Linked DNA regions of Hordeum vulgare: region 1 is linked to region 2. The links are chromatin contacts, called in public Hi-C maps. All regions are on one chromosome and are shown on one strand. The core of a region is the stretch at or near the end of the contact, and the rest is flanking DNA. Distances in the headings are between cores, read along the strand shown. Region 1 has its middle 140 kb from the start of LOC123439543. Region 2 overlaps LOC123443005 (ABC transporter G family member 31).

Region 1 (6,509 bases), core at 3,178-5,677, 710 kb after region 2:
GGTTTGGATATCCGTGGATGCTAGAAAATTGGGTCATCTCACGCTGCGAGAGTAGTTGATCACTTTTAATTGGGGTTTTCCGGCACTGTCTGTGGTGTAACGCAAACTAAAACCCTATTCCTTTTCTTAATTAATGAATGAGTCAAATCTTTTGCCTTTTGCTCAAAAAGAAAACCCTTGAGAGGCCTCGAAAAGGATTGGGCCTTGTATCCTGCGATTGAGGTCCGAAATCGATAGCTCATATGAGAGCATCTATAACCAGACCCTTCATAACCCCCTAAAACGTCCGGGCAGGCCACGCAGTCACTCACCGGTCACGAAATTTCGACCCAGCCGGCCTCCCAAACCGGCCTCAAACGTCTGGGCTGATCGGCACCCCTCATATCCAGCCCAAATATGGGGCAGATATGTGGGGCCCGGGGGCCCCGAGCACGTCCGCCACTTCGGCTTGACGACGTGGACCCATGCAGAATCATCCAAAACCCAGCGGACCGACAAACGCCTCGTCTGTCGCCGCAGTGCGCACGCCGTGTGGCTCCGCTCCAGTGAAACGCATAATCCTAGCCCGGCTATTTAAGTCGACCGTCACCACCCAAACCCTACCCCTCCACATTTTCCTCCTCCCGTCCGCTGGAACCGTCATCCATGCCCCCACGTCGCCACCACTACATCGTCCAACATCGAATTTCGCTCCTTGAGCAGGTCCAAATACGAAGGGCCACGGGGCTACCTGTGGATCGAGAGGAGGATTTGTAGGAGGAAGTGTTGGGGAACGTTGGATGGGAAACAAAAAATTTCCTACGCACACGAAGACCTATCATGATGATGTTCATCTACGAGAGGGAGATCGGATCCACATACCCTTGTAGATTGCTAAGCGGGGAGCATTAAGAAACGCTGTTGATGTAGTGGAACAGCTTCGTGATTCAAATCACCGTCGTCCCACGATCCATTCCGATCTAGCGCCGAATGGACGGCACCTCCGCGTTCAGCACACATACAGCTCGATGACGATCTCCGCCTTCTTGATCCAGTAAGAGAGACGGGGAAGTAGATAAGTTCTCCGGCAGCGTGACGGCGCGCCGGTGATGGTGATGATCTATTCCTGCAGGGCTCCACCCGAGCTCCGCAGAAAACCGATCTAGCGGAAGAACTACGAAGTAGAGGTTTACGGTTGCACGTGGCAAAGTTGTGTCTCAAAGAGCCCTAAACCTCAAGTATATATAGGAGGAGCCAAGGGGTGGGGCTTGCCCTTGGGGCGCCGGTCGAAGGGAGGAGGGATCCTCCTCCAAGTCGGTTTGGAGGGAGGAGTCCCTTCCTTCCTTCCCACCTCCTCTTTTTTTTCTTTCCTTGATTTTGTCCTCTTGGCCGAAATACCCCACTTGGGCTGGCCTCACCAGCCCACTAAGGGATGGTGCGCCACCCTTGGGTTATTAGGTTCACTCCCGGGTAGGTGAGCCCCTCCCGGTAAAAACCCGGAAGCCATTCGTCACTCCCGGTACACTACCAGTAATGCCCGAAATCTTTTCGGAGGCCAAATGAAACAATCCTATATATCAGTCTTCGTTTCCGGACTATTCCGGAAACCCCCGTGACGTCCGTGATCTCATCCGGGACTCCCGACAACTTTTGGTCACCAACACCTATAACTCAACTATACTGAAACGTCACCAAACCTTAAGTGTGCAGACCATGCGGGTTCGAGAACAATGCAGACATGACCTGAGACACTCCCCGATCAATATCCAACAGCGGGACTTGGATGTCCATATTGGATCCTACATATTCTACGAAGATCTTATCGGTTGAGCCTTTGTGCCAAGGATTCATATAATCCCGTATACCATTCCATTTGTCGTTCGGTATGTTACTTGCCCGAGATTTGATCTTCGGCATCCCTATACGTATTTCAATCTCGTTACTGACAAGTCTCTTTGCTCGTTCCGTAATACAAGATCCCGTGACTAACACTTTAGACACCTTGCTTGCAAGGCTTATATGTGCTGTTGTATTACCGAGTGGGCCCCGAGATAGCTCTCCATCACACGGAGTGATAAATCTTAGTCTTGATCCATGTTAACTCAACGGACACATTCGGAGATACCTGTAGAGTACCTTTATAGTCACCCAGTAACGCTGCGACGTTTGTTACACAAGGTATTCCTCCGGTGTCAGTGAGTTACATGATCTCATGGTCATAGAAATGAATACTTGACACGTAGAAAACAATAGCAACAAAATGACACGATCACATGCTACGTTCATAGTTTGGGTCTTGTCCATCACATCATTCTCCTAATGATGTGATCCAGTCATCAATTGACAATACTTGCATATGGTCAGAAAACCTTAACCATCCTTGATCAACTGGCTAGTCAACTAGAGGCTTACGAGGGACATTGTTTTGTCTATATATCCACACATGCATTTATGTTTTCATTCAATACAATTATAGCATGGATAATAAACGATTATCTTGAAAGAGGAAATATAATAATAACTATATTATCACTGCCTCTAGGGCATATTTCCAACAGGAAGAAGAGGATGGGATGGAGGAGGAAGAGGAGGAGCAGGAGCCGGTGGAGGAGGAGCAGGAGTCGATGAAGGATGCGCCGGCGGAGGAGGATTTGGATCTGCGGGCGAACAGCGGTCCATCCTGAACTCCATCCGCTCGGAGTCGGCTGCGAAGGCCAGGCGTTTTCATCTACACGAGAGGTGGTGCACGGTGCGACGGAGGCGACGCAGGCTGTAGCGGACACGCATGAGCTAGAGGCCATCTCCGACGATCCAGACTAGAATAGTGCGCAGTATTACATGTTTCATATGAATTTGGAAAATAAATATGAAAAAGTGAAATGTGAACCCGTAGATTTAAGGGATGGTCGATCAGTGTCCGGACGCATCCACAAGCGTTTGACGGTTCGGATTTCCAATCGTGGATGTAGATGCTATGATACCGGAGACGGATTGACCGGATGCCCCCTGCCTGGCCCTAATCTGACCCGGCTCAATCCGACGATCCCCGTCGACGTCGACGCGGCGCGGCGCATCATTGCCGTCCTGCAAATCTAGCAGCACTGACGACAGCCAAAGGAAGCAACAAACCGAGGATGCAGAACCACATTTAACGGCCTCAGAGAAAGAAGTTGCTGCCCCCTCTGACAGCAAATACAAGCACAGCCGAGCCTGAATTCCTGCAACGGTGGGGGCGTACAGAATGCACTCATCTCACAGTTAGTTAATGGCCATGATAACTCGGGATCTCTGATTGCTCATCCTCATCTCCCCCACCCCCTCTCCTGTCTGCGGATGAACAAGATGAGAGCCTGCTGGCCCCGTTGCCACCTCACGCATACGCACAAACGAGATGAGTAGGGCCATTGGTACCCAAGATGGATCGATCAGGTTCTGCCTGCAATCATTGCCAGATGACGCTACGCTAGCGATCCGTATGCATATCTAGGTGAGTGCACAGCTCCACCCTATTATGCCATTACGACTGGCGATCGATCCAGCCTGTTGGATCCAGCGCTCGATGATAATTGTAGTTGCAAAGATTCTCCATCCAAGATGACAGACGGACAGAAATCGAGCAAGAAAGATCTAAATGAGACTTTTCATCGGGCAATAAGCCCGGTGCGTGTCTCAACTGCTTCACTTGATGATGGCGATGCTGGTGCCTGCTCTGGCTGCTTCTGCTTGCTTGTTGCCTAGCTCATCAATGGGGGCCGGGGGAGCTGGTGATGGCGCCTGTCTGCGTGTGTGATTGTGCTCCTTCAGCATTACATGCATACAGTAACCAGTAAGCAGAGGGGCCGGCCATCAGAACCATGACGGCGACTGCATTTGCAATGGATTGTTCGAGCAAGCAGACAACGTGGCTGCGTTGCCACTTCCGCGCTGCGCGGCGGCTGGCGAGTGGCCACTGGCACTGTAGCTTCGGTCACCTCGATCGATCGCCCGCCGACCGGCCCCGTACGTCCTGATAGATAGATAATCAAGCTCGGGAAATCATCGCCGTCTTGTTCCAGTCGATGCATGCATGGCGGCGCATCGCCGTCGGTTAATCGGCCGCCGCAGCAGCTGTTTGCATGTGCCAGCCAACGTCTTCTCTGCGGTGGCAAGCAGTGCTGCCGTTTGTTTGCAGCCTTGCAGTGCAGCTCACCGTTGCTGTTACCGAACGACCTACCATTGCTGAATCTTTAACACGAGAGAGCAGTAGTAAGTAGAAATCAAGATGCTGAGGTGTGACACATAAATATAATAGTTATGAGATTCGATTGCGCCTTTGGATCGCCCAGCTCAGCAGCCTGTACGTACAGCGACACCTGAAGACGAGGGAAACGTGCTCAACTCTGGGCTCTTGGTGCAACTGCAATCTGCAACCAGACGGGCGACCTAAACACAGCCCAGGTACACGTAGTGGCCGGGGGGGCTCGCTGACAGTTCCGACGACGGATGGTTCCAGTGCCACGCACGTGCTGGCAGCTCACCCGCCGTGCCTGTGCCTCCAAGCAAACCCCGGACCGGACGGACCCAAGAGGAAAACCTTGAGTTATCCAGCAATGTCAAGAACGATTTGTACGTACTAGTATCATGCATGTCCTGTCCTACTACGGTCCATGATTAAACCTGCATGCATGCGTGTCCGTCAGCTCACCTGTCTATCCATCTGGAGTACCTGTATGTCTGTGTGTGATCGACCAAAGGAGGAGAGAGCTCGTGCATGGAACAGAGAGGAAGAGAAGAGAAGAGAAGAGGAACAGCGCAAGTTGCCTCCTATTGCGTCGCCTGGCCGATGAGCTGCTCTGCTGGCTGGCTGGTGTGGCGGTGTCTGTCTCTCTGTCTGGCCCGGCCGATTTACTTGACCGGGTCCATGGCATGCAAAAGCTGGAGACGGACACCTCAACGTGGGCTCCATATGCAGCCGCGATGGATGGATGGATGGATCGCCCGCCGATAAAAGGTTGAGAGAGCTCCAACCAACCAGGTCGCAACAGCAGCACCGCAAGCAGACCAAAGGTTGTAATAAAAGATCTCAAAGCCTCAATCACTGCCGTGCATATTACGATCTACTGTACGTGTTTCAAAGATGTTAACTACTCCGTATTATTCAAATACCACTATCCTCTGCAACGACGCGACATCAAAAAGACTAGTCGAGACATGGACGATGCACACAGTCACACCAACTCTGAACTCTGAACGCAAAAACATGCGTGATTATGAGGAGACGAGACACCGGGTTTTCGCTCGAGGTCCGCCCTAATGCGAGGTCTTGGAACATTGAACAACCGTGGAGATGGAGACATATATATATTACAAACACATTAAGAAAAAACTAGGTGATGGGAAAAACACCAGATTTTGGGAAGATTGGTGGATGGGATCCAAAACCTTAAAAGATGCCTATCCCGTATTATACAATGTCAGTTTTGACCATGAGATCTCTGTCGCAGAGGCAATGGATAAAGGGTGGGACTTTTTTTTTCCTTTAGAAGAGATTTACATGGAGGGACGGCTGAATTATGGGGTAGTCTGAAAATAAGGTGTGAGGAAGTGGCAATATATGGAGAGAGAGTCAGAGAGATAAGCCACAATGGATGTTGACTAAAGATAGGGTTTTTACTGTTAAATCCTTATATTTGTTCCTAATTACTACTGATATGGGATTCCCACATAAATTTCTGTGGAAAATAAAGGTGCCTGTTGTCACAGTCCAAGTTTGCCTTACTTGCCATTGCATTTTCATGTATGCATTCAATTGCATTGAATCTGAAAGTGGGAAGTGCTCAAGCCCCAATGAATTGAAATTTGACAAAAAGACAATAAAAATATTACCTCAAAAGGAACCAGAAAAATGTTCCAAATATTTGGGAAAATAGTGACAGGGAATAAATTTGTCAAACCAAAATTTTAGGTCACACGAACATTTTGAAATGGATTTTTGATTTGATCAAATAATTGTTTGGAATGGAGTTATTTTGTTTTCTTTTAAAATAAAAGTTTAAAAAATGTTGAAACTACTTTGTGGCATTGATTATTTTTATCACTGTCACATAACACTAATTTAAGGTTTTATAAAATATTTAAATATTTCATTTTAAAACCTAAACCTAAATGCGAGAAAGAAATAAAGCAGAAATAGGAAAAGAGAGAGAAAGAACTCACCTGACGCTCCTGGCCCAGCCCAGCCCACCAGGGGGTACCCTTGTCGTCTTCTTCCTCCTACCAGTGGGCAGGGGAGAAGATGAGCACGGCGGCTCGCCTTGCCACCTCCTGCTCGCGTGGAGCTCTCTACTGCCTCTCCACGCCAGCACGTCGAGCAACACCTCTTCTTATCTCCTCTCCTCTCTACAGTCCCCTTTTCTCTCTCTCTGATTTCCCCTCGTTGTCGCCATTGCCGATATCGCCAAGCTCGCCTCCGGCCACCCCTCGCCTCCCTGATCGGCTGATCAGCTCCGCCTCAACGGGCCGCTCCTCTACGTCAACCTCCCTGAGCACCC
Region 2 (6,667 bases), core at 2,241-4,740:
TCTTGGAGCAAGGTAATACTAGATATAAATCCTTCTCCAAGGAAATCTGTTATATATTTTTAATTTGGTTGTACACACAACAGCAACACACGGCACATGGATTTTTATGGGTGTAATCATGTGGAAACCCAAATTACTTAAGACATATTATATTGTTCTCATGAACCTATAATAAGGCATTTTTACCAAGAGAAGTTCGAACTACCCTTAAATAGTTCAGTATTTGTAACTGATACTAAATCTACTTTGGTTTAATGGCAGCCATTTGCAGATCAGAACATCACATTAGGTGAAGCTGTACTCACTGGATATGGATTATTCAAGGAAAAGTATTGGTTCTGGATCGGAGTCGGAGCATTGTTAGGTTACACGATTGTTTTGAATGCCTTATTTACATTGTTCTTGACGATTCTCAACCGTAAGTTCATACTACCTTATACTAACACCTAAAAAAATTGAGCTTATTCAAAATAGTTTCTCATTCTCCAAAGTTATTGTCCTTGACAGCAATCGGGAATATGCAAGCTGTTGTGTCCAAGGACGCAATTCGAAACAAGGATTCTAAGAGGAAGAGTGACAGAGTAGCTCTAGAGCTGAGATCTTACCTGCATTCAACTTCACTGAATGGTAAAACTAGATAAATGAACTATTTCGATCCAGCTCTTAGACCACAAGATATTTTTACCCTTTACTAAGCATGGATCCCATCGTCTGTATTCAATTTCAATGTGCTGCAGGGCTTAAGCTCAAGGAACAGAAGGGCATGGTGTTACCCTTTCAACCCCTTTCTATGTGCTTTAAGAATATAAACTACTACGTTGATGTACCAGAGGTACGTCACAGATGGTCCATATGTATGACAAAAAAAAAAGAGAGTTAAAAAAGCTATATCATTTATGCATTCACCCACTTATGCTAGCAGGAATTGAAAAAGCAAGGGATAGCAGAAGACCGACTTCAGTTGCTTGTTGATGTCACTGGTGCATTTAGGCCAGGGATACTGACAGCCCTTGTTGGAGTCAGTGGTGCTGGTAAAACCACCCTGATGGATGTTTTAGCCGGCCGGAAGACCGGAGGACTCATAGAAGGAAGCGTCTCTATATCTGGATATCCTAAGAACCAAGAGACTTTCACAAGGATATCTGGTTATTGTGAACAAAATGATGTCCATTCACCTTGCTTGACTGTGATCGAGTCTTTGTTATACTCGGCATGCCTCCGGTTGCCTTCCCATGTCAATGATGACACTCAAAGGGTATGCATTTGCTGAAGTTCTATGTTTCATTGTTCCATACATCATAATGTTGACCTTTTAATCTTGCTGGTTTCTTTCATAGGCTTTTGTGGAAGAGGTGATGGAACTTGTTGAGCTGAATCCATTAAGTGGTGCTCTTGTTGGCCTGCCAGGAGTTAATGGCTTGTCTACGGAACAACGCAAAAGGTTGACGATAGCTGTGGAGCTTGTGGCAAATCCTTCTATTGTGTTCATGGATGAACCTACGTCAGGATTGGATGCTAGGTCTGCAGCCATTGTGATGAGAACTGTACGAAATATTGTTAATACGGGACGGACAATCGTATGCACCATCCATCAGCCAAGTATCGACATATTTGAATCTTTTGATGAGGTAATTTTCTCCACAAAATATCTATTTTTTCACAGTAAATATGACACATGAAATTAATTAATTTCAGACCTCTTTGAAAGTGACATTTATCTTAAATATGAAACCTACAATATTTTCATCTTGTAATACTGCTATTGTTACGGCTGTATGATGATTCCATCATTGTCCTCTCCTAACTTATCCATATGCTGCTCAGCTTTTGTTTATGAAACGTGGAGGGCAACTCATATATGCTGGTCCATTGGGTTCTAAATCACGCAATCTGGTTGAATTTTTCGAGGTATGTTCTGCACTACGTGTTTTCTCACTGAAGAAACTTAGACAAGGCCTCTGTACTTACACCCTGAAGTTTACCAACAGGGAATTCCAGGAGTGCCTAAAATCAGGGATGGCTATAATCCGGCTGCATGGATGTTGGACGTCACAAGTACCCAAATGGAGCAGATTCTTGGAGTGGATTTTGCTGAATACTATCGACAGTCGAAATTATTTCTGTAAACACAAAAAATCCTTTTAATCCGACTACATGCTTCGTAGTTGCTTTTCTCTCACTAATACCTGTTTCTGTTTATTGCATTTCAGGCAGACCAAAGAAATCGTTGAGGCCTTGAGCAAACCGAACAGTGAAGTGAAAGAGCTTACTTTCTCTACCAAGTATGCTCAACCATTCTGTGCTCAGTTTATTGCTTGCTTATGGAAGCAAAACCTGTCATACTGGAGGAATCCTCAATACACCGCAGTTCGGTTTTTCTACACTGTCATCATCTCCTTGATGTTTGGGACGATTTGCTGGAAATTTGGCTCTAGAAGGTATGTCATCGGGTGGTTCTGACACCGATTTCCGGGCATAGTCATACATAGTTATCTTCACAGGGAGCTGACGGTGATGTCGTTTTATAATTGCCAGGGAGACCCAACATGATATTTTCAATGCCATGGGTGCCATGTATGCAGCAGTGCTTTTCATAGGAATCACTAACGCCACTTCCGTTCAACCTGTGATCTCTATCGAAAGATTTGTATCGTACAGAGAGCGAGCTGCTGGGATGTATTCAGCATTACCTTTCGCATTCTCTCTGGTACATATGTTTCCTGTCCAGAACTTGTATTCCAACAATCTATTCATCCAGTGTTCATCATCGTAGCACCTTTAACCCATTGTTCTTGGGCAGGTTACTGTGGAGTTCCCTTACATTCTTGTGCAGTCACTTGTCTATGGTACAATTTTCTACAGCCTGGGTTCGTTTGAGTGGACAGCAGTGAAGTTCTTGTGGTTCCTCTTCTTCATGTACTTCACTCTGTTGTACTTCACCTTCTACGGCATGATGACAACGGCGATCACTCCGAACCATATGGTCGCGCCTATCATTGCCGCTCCATTCTACACGCTATGGAATCTCTTCTGCGGGTTCATGATCCCAAGAAAGGTATGGAGCGAATATCACCCCCCATGATTTGCATCTACAAACCAATCAATGACTTCCGTCCTACGGTGACTTTCAGTTCCGTTTCAGTTTGGCAACGTGGATATGATTGAGTTCTAGGGTATGTTGTTTTAGTCCAGGCCTTGGGAAAATCATGAACGCTACTAGGTCATACGATCTTCTAGTAGAGAATTTTTTGAAGTGCACAATATCCAAACCAATAATTGTTGCATACGACCTAAGATTTGTTCTTATTTGCACTCTAAAGTTCTTCTCTTATTTTCTGAGAGAAGGGTTTCATCAGCACTCTGGAGTTGAACAAACAATTCCATGGAATACACTAGGAAAACACCACATAATTTTTGTGATAAGGCAAGTTGGTCATAGGTGGGCCCTGATATGTTTGGCTGGCCTGTAGAGAACGTGTCGGGCCATATGGGCTTTCATACACTGGTGTAGATCGATCACTGTGCACAACCGCGTCAGCACCGGACCACTGGGCTTGGCAAATTTTAATTTCCTTTCCAAATAGGGTATTCTTTTATCCATGCTGTGAACCAGCACATCACAGGGCACATGGATACACTTATCGTGGTTTTTCGACGAAACAAATAAACAAATTTAAGTATATTCAGCTTAGCATGGTAGACGTTCTACTTGCCTTGGGCTCTTGGCACACTTGTATCTGAACAGAACAACAATGATACACTTAGGCCCTGCTTGGTTTAGCGTTTCCGCTCGCATTCCGCCGGTTTAGGATTCATGCCTCGACGCGTGAATCCATGGGCCTTAGTAGTTGGTAGTACCATCCTGTTGTGTTTGGTTTGGTTAACGATTCCGGTACCAAATAATAATGCAGCTGATCCCGGTGTGGTGGAGGTGGTACTACTGGGCCAACCCGGTGTCCTGGACGCTGTACGGGCTCCTGACCTCCCAGTTCGGCGACCTGGACCAGCCCCTGCTGCTGGCCGACGGCATCAGAACCACCACCGTGGTGGCGTTCCTGGAGGAGCACTTTGGGTTCCGGCACGACTTCCTCGGCGTCGTCGCCACGATGGTGGTCGGCTTCTGCGTCCTCTTCGCCGTCGTCTTCGCCCTCGCCATCAGGAACCTCAACTTCCAGCGCAGATGATGAGCAGCAAAGCAAATGTACCCGGTTCGGTCACCAGTTTAACTTAATTACCCAGCATGCATGCATGTGTACAATCAATTAAGATAAGAGCTCGTAAATAATTTGTCGAGTGCGAGAGGGAGACACACGATTTGAAACAAGAAGTGTATGTATTACTGTACGTACGTGCTATGTATAGCAAGATCCTTGAGAGATGTTTTGTATTGTACGTACTGTAATGTTGATACGGGCCTGCGTGCGTATATTCGCTGAGCATTTGCCGCGTCGAGGAGCGCCGGTGCGTGGTCGACACCTGTCCGTCTTTTTTGACCGCTTTGGGCGATGCATCTCGGTTGTCCGTCGTCCTGCCCCGATACCCTTTTGGACGTAGCAGCAGCAGCAGCTATATATCTATGTTAGCCATGGCTGTGCTTCCATCCAAGGACACTGACCTGACCGTTGGATGCGACCCGGGAAAGAACCACCCATTTGACAAGAAGCATATAGCATAGCATCTCTCTTCATGCACCGCAACAGATAAGACACACACTCCACCACCTTTTACCTACCACAGTACGCACCCATCTTTTTTTACAGTCAGGTCGATCGGGATAGAAGAATATACTACCGTGGAGAGCGTTTGTCGTTTGGTGCACGCGTGACGTCGATCGCATCTGCACACGGCACACGGCACGGCGGGGGAGAGGTAGCTACTAGCTAGGCAAGGCAACAAACAATACGCCAATACCGGACCTTTGTCCGCTTGCCTTGGCGCCGCCGATCGCTGGCTGCCGCACTTCCCTTGGCTCCACGGCGTATTTGACCTACAACTTGTGCTCTTGCGCACCATGCACCTGCCGAGAAGATCGATCGTTCACTGCTGCTATGCTCGCACGTAGGAGTAGCTTGTACGGTGGCCCCTGCATGCGGCCTTCTCCGGCTTCGATCGTGTGCTGGATCTGGAGCGGTCAGTGCCATGCTGCCATGCATGCATGCAAGAGCCAAACTGGCCAGGAGATGGTGATCCGATACCTCCAGTGGAGAGGAGGCCGGTGGCTGCTGGCTGGCCTGGTCCTGGACGAGTGGCAGTCAAAGCGGCCGGCCCTTGGTACGTGCGTATCCGCAAAGGGTGGCCGCGGACGGTAGCGTAGCGCGCGCGCGTAGGGGTTTCCTACGGTGGCCCGTAGCCCTTCTTCCGTGGCAGATTAGACCCAGGGCCGGCGTACGTCTACATGCATGCACAGAGCGCGAAGTCATCGGTCTGGCCACTCAGTCAGTGGTCAAGTGCTACGTATGTACCGTATGTATAGTGGCATGCATGCATGCATACATGCCGATGCCCAGCCGATGATGAGGGAGATCCAACTCCGTCGATGGATCAGCTCTCCAAGGCGGCGAGGCTTATCCCGGCCGTACCCACATCGGTACACGCGCGTGCTAAACCTCTCGCGGCGGTTTTAGATTTGATCGGATATCGCTAGGCCGAGGCCGAGCTGATCCGATCCAAGCCCGGCCGGTCCGGTCCAGTCCAGTTTCGACCGACCGTGCATGTGTGTGACCGCGTGCAGGTGCAGGGCTATAGCCATTAGCCAGCCATGCATGCACGCACGCGGCTGCGTCGTTAGTGATGGACCGGACGGCCGCTAGCTAATGACCTACTATCTGCCAGGCAGCTACCTTAGCTCGGCTAGCTGGTAACCTAACAATAATTGGGCTGATCATCCATGCATGGCCAGATCGACGATATATATATATCGATCGGCTGCTCCAGTCAGTTGCTTGTTACCACTTACCACTAGATCGATCGTCTTTTCGCATGCAGCTGCGGCGCCGCAGACGTACGTACTACGCTGACCAGAGCCGCAGATTTGCGCCGATCGACTCACCCCCGCCCACATGCACGCAAGGGATCCATTAATGATTCATCCATCAGAGGAGGTACGTACCAGTATATTACAAAACCAAAACCAAAACCAAAACTAGAGGGGGTCCTTGTTTGCCCCAACCCACTGATTGGACTCCATATTTAAGCTAGATATATATATATATATATATATATATATATATATATATATATATATATATAAGTACCGCTTCTGTCTTTTCGTACTCCTCTTGGAAGAGCTGGCGAGGATACGGAATAATAACAATAATGCTAATGATAACAATATTGTATATAGGACAGGACAATCACTCGCTCTTGCTCTTGGACAGAATATATTGACGAGACAAAGATGGGCATGCATGCACGCTCCAAGGGAAAGGACCAAAGAAAGACCAACGCTAATGCCAAGGACGATCCCCCCGCTTTCGCTCCCTGCCAAACTCATGAGCACCAACTAAGCTAAGCTAAACAAGTACGTACGCAGCGCCAACTTAATTCGCTGCGAGATTTTGCCGTCCTATCTGGCGTCCAGCAGCTGCATGCGTATCGATCTCTGTTTTCTTCCCCCCCTTCCTCTGCACACTCACACGCACGTAAGCTGTCGTGTAGCCTGAGAATC

Evidence for each region. A called contact is a pair of places that touch in the nucleus more often than the background predicts.
Region 1: a Hi-C map of seedling shows a contact between it and region 2, with 2.7 times the contacts expected there. The contact joins two enhancer-like sites. A contact is called at or near these places in 2 of 6 Hi-C or Micro-C datasets (leaf and seedling).

What each region holds. Positions count from the first base shown.
Region 1 is chr3H:70,490,189-70,496,697 of MorexV3_pseudomolecules_assembly, forward strand. No RefSeq gene overlaps it. Among protein-coding and RNA genes, the nearest start is that of LOC123439543, 140 kb to the right of the region's middle. Within about 2 kb of position 4,428, at least 3 of the 3 cell types and tissues checked have open chromatin away from gene starts, as enhancers often do. A contact at or near this core is called in leaf and seedling, where this site is marked.
Region 2 is chr3H:69,785,356-69,792,022 of MorexV3_pseudomolecules_assembly, forward strand. It overlaps LOC123443005 (ABC transporter G family member 31), which reads left to right. Exons shown (of 24, transcript XM_045119214.1): 13 at 1-12; 14 at 262-418; 15 at 508-627; 16 at 738-832; 17 at 923-1,255; 18 at 1,338-1,628; 19 at 1,825-1,908; 20 at 1,989-2,122; 21 at 2,211-2,438; 22 at 2,536-2,707; 23 at 2,801-3,055; 24 at 3,912-4,378. The coding sequence ends at 4,184. Among protein-coding and RNA genes, the nearest start is that of LOC123443005, 11 kb to the left of the region's middle. Within about 2 kb of position 3,491, at least 3 of the 3 cell types and tissues checked have open chromatin away from gene starts, as enhancers often do. A contact at or near this core is called in leaf and seedling, where this site is marked.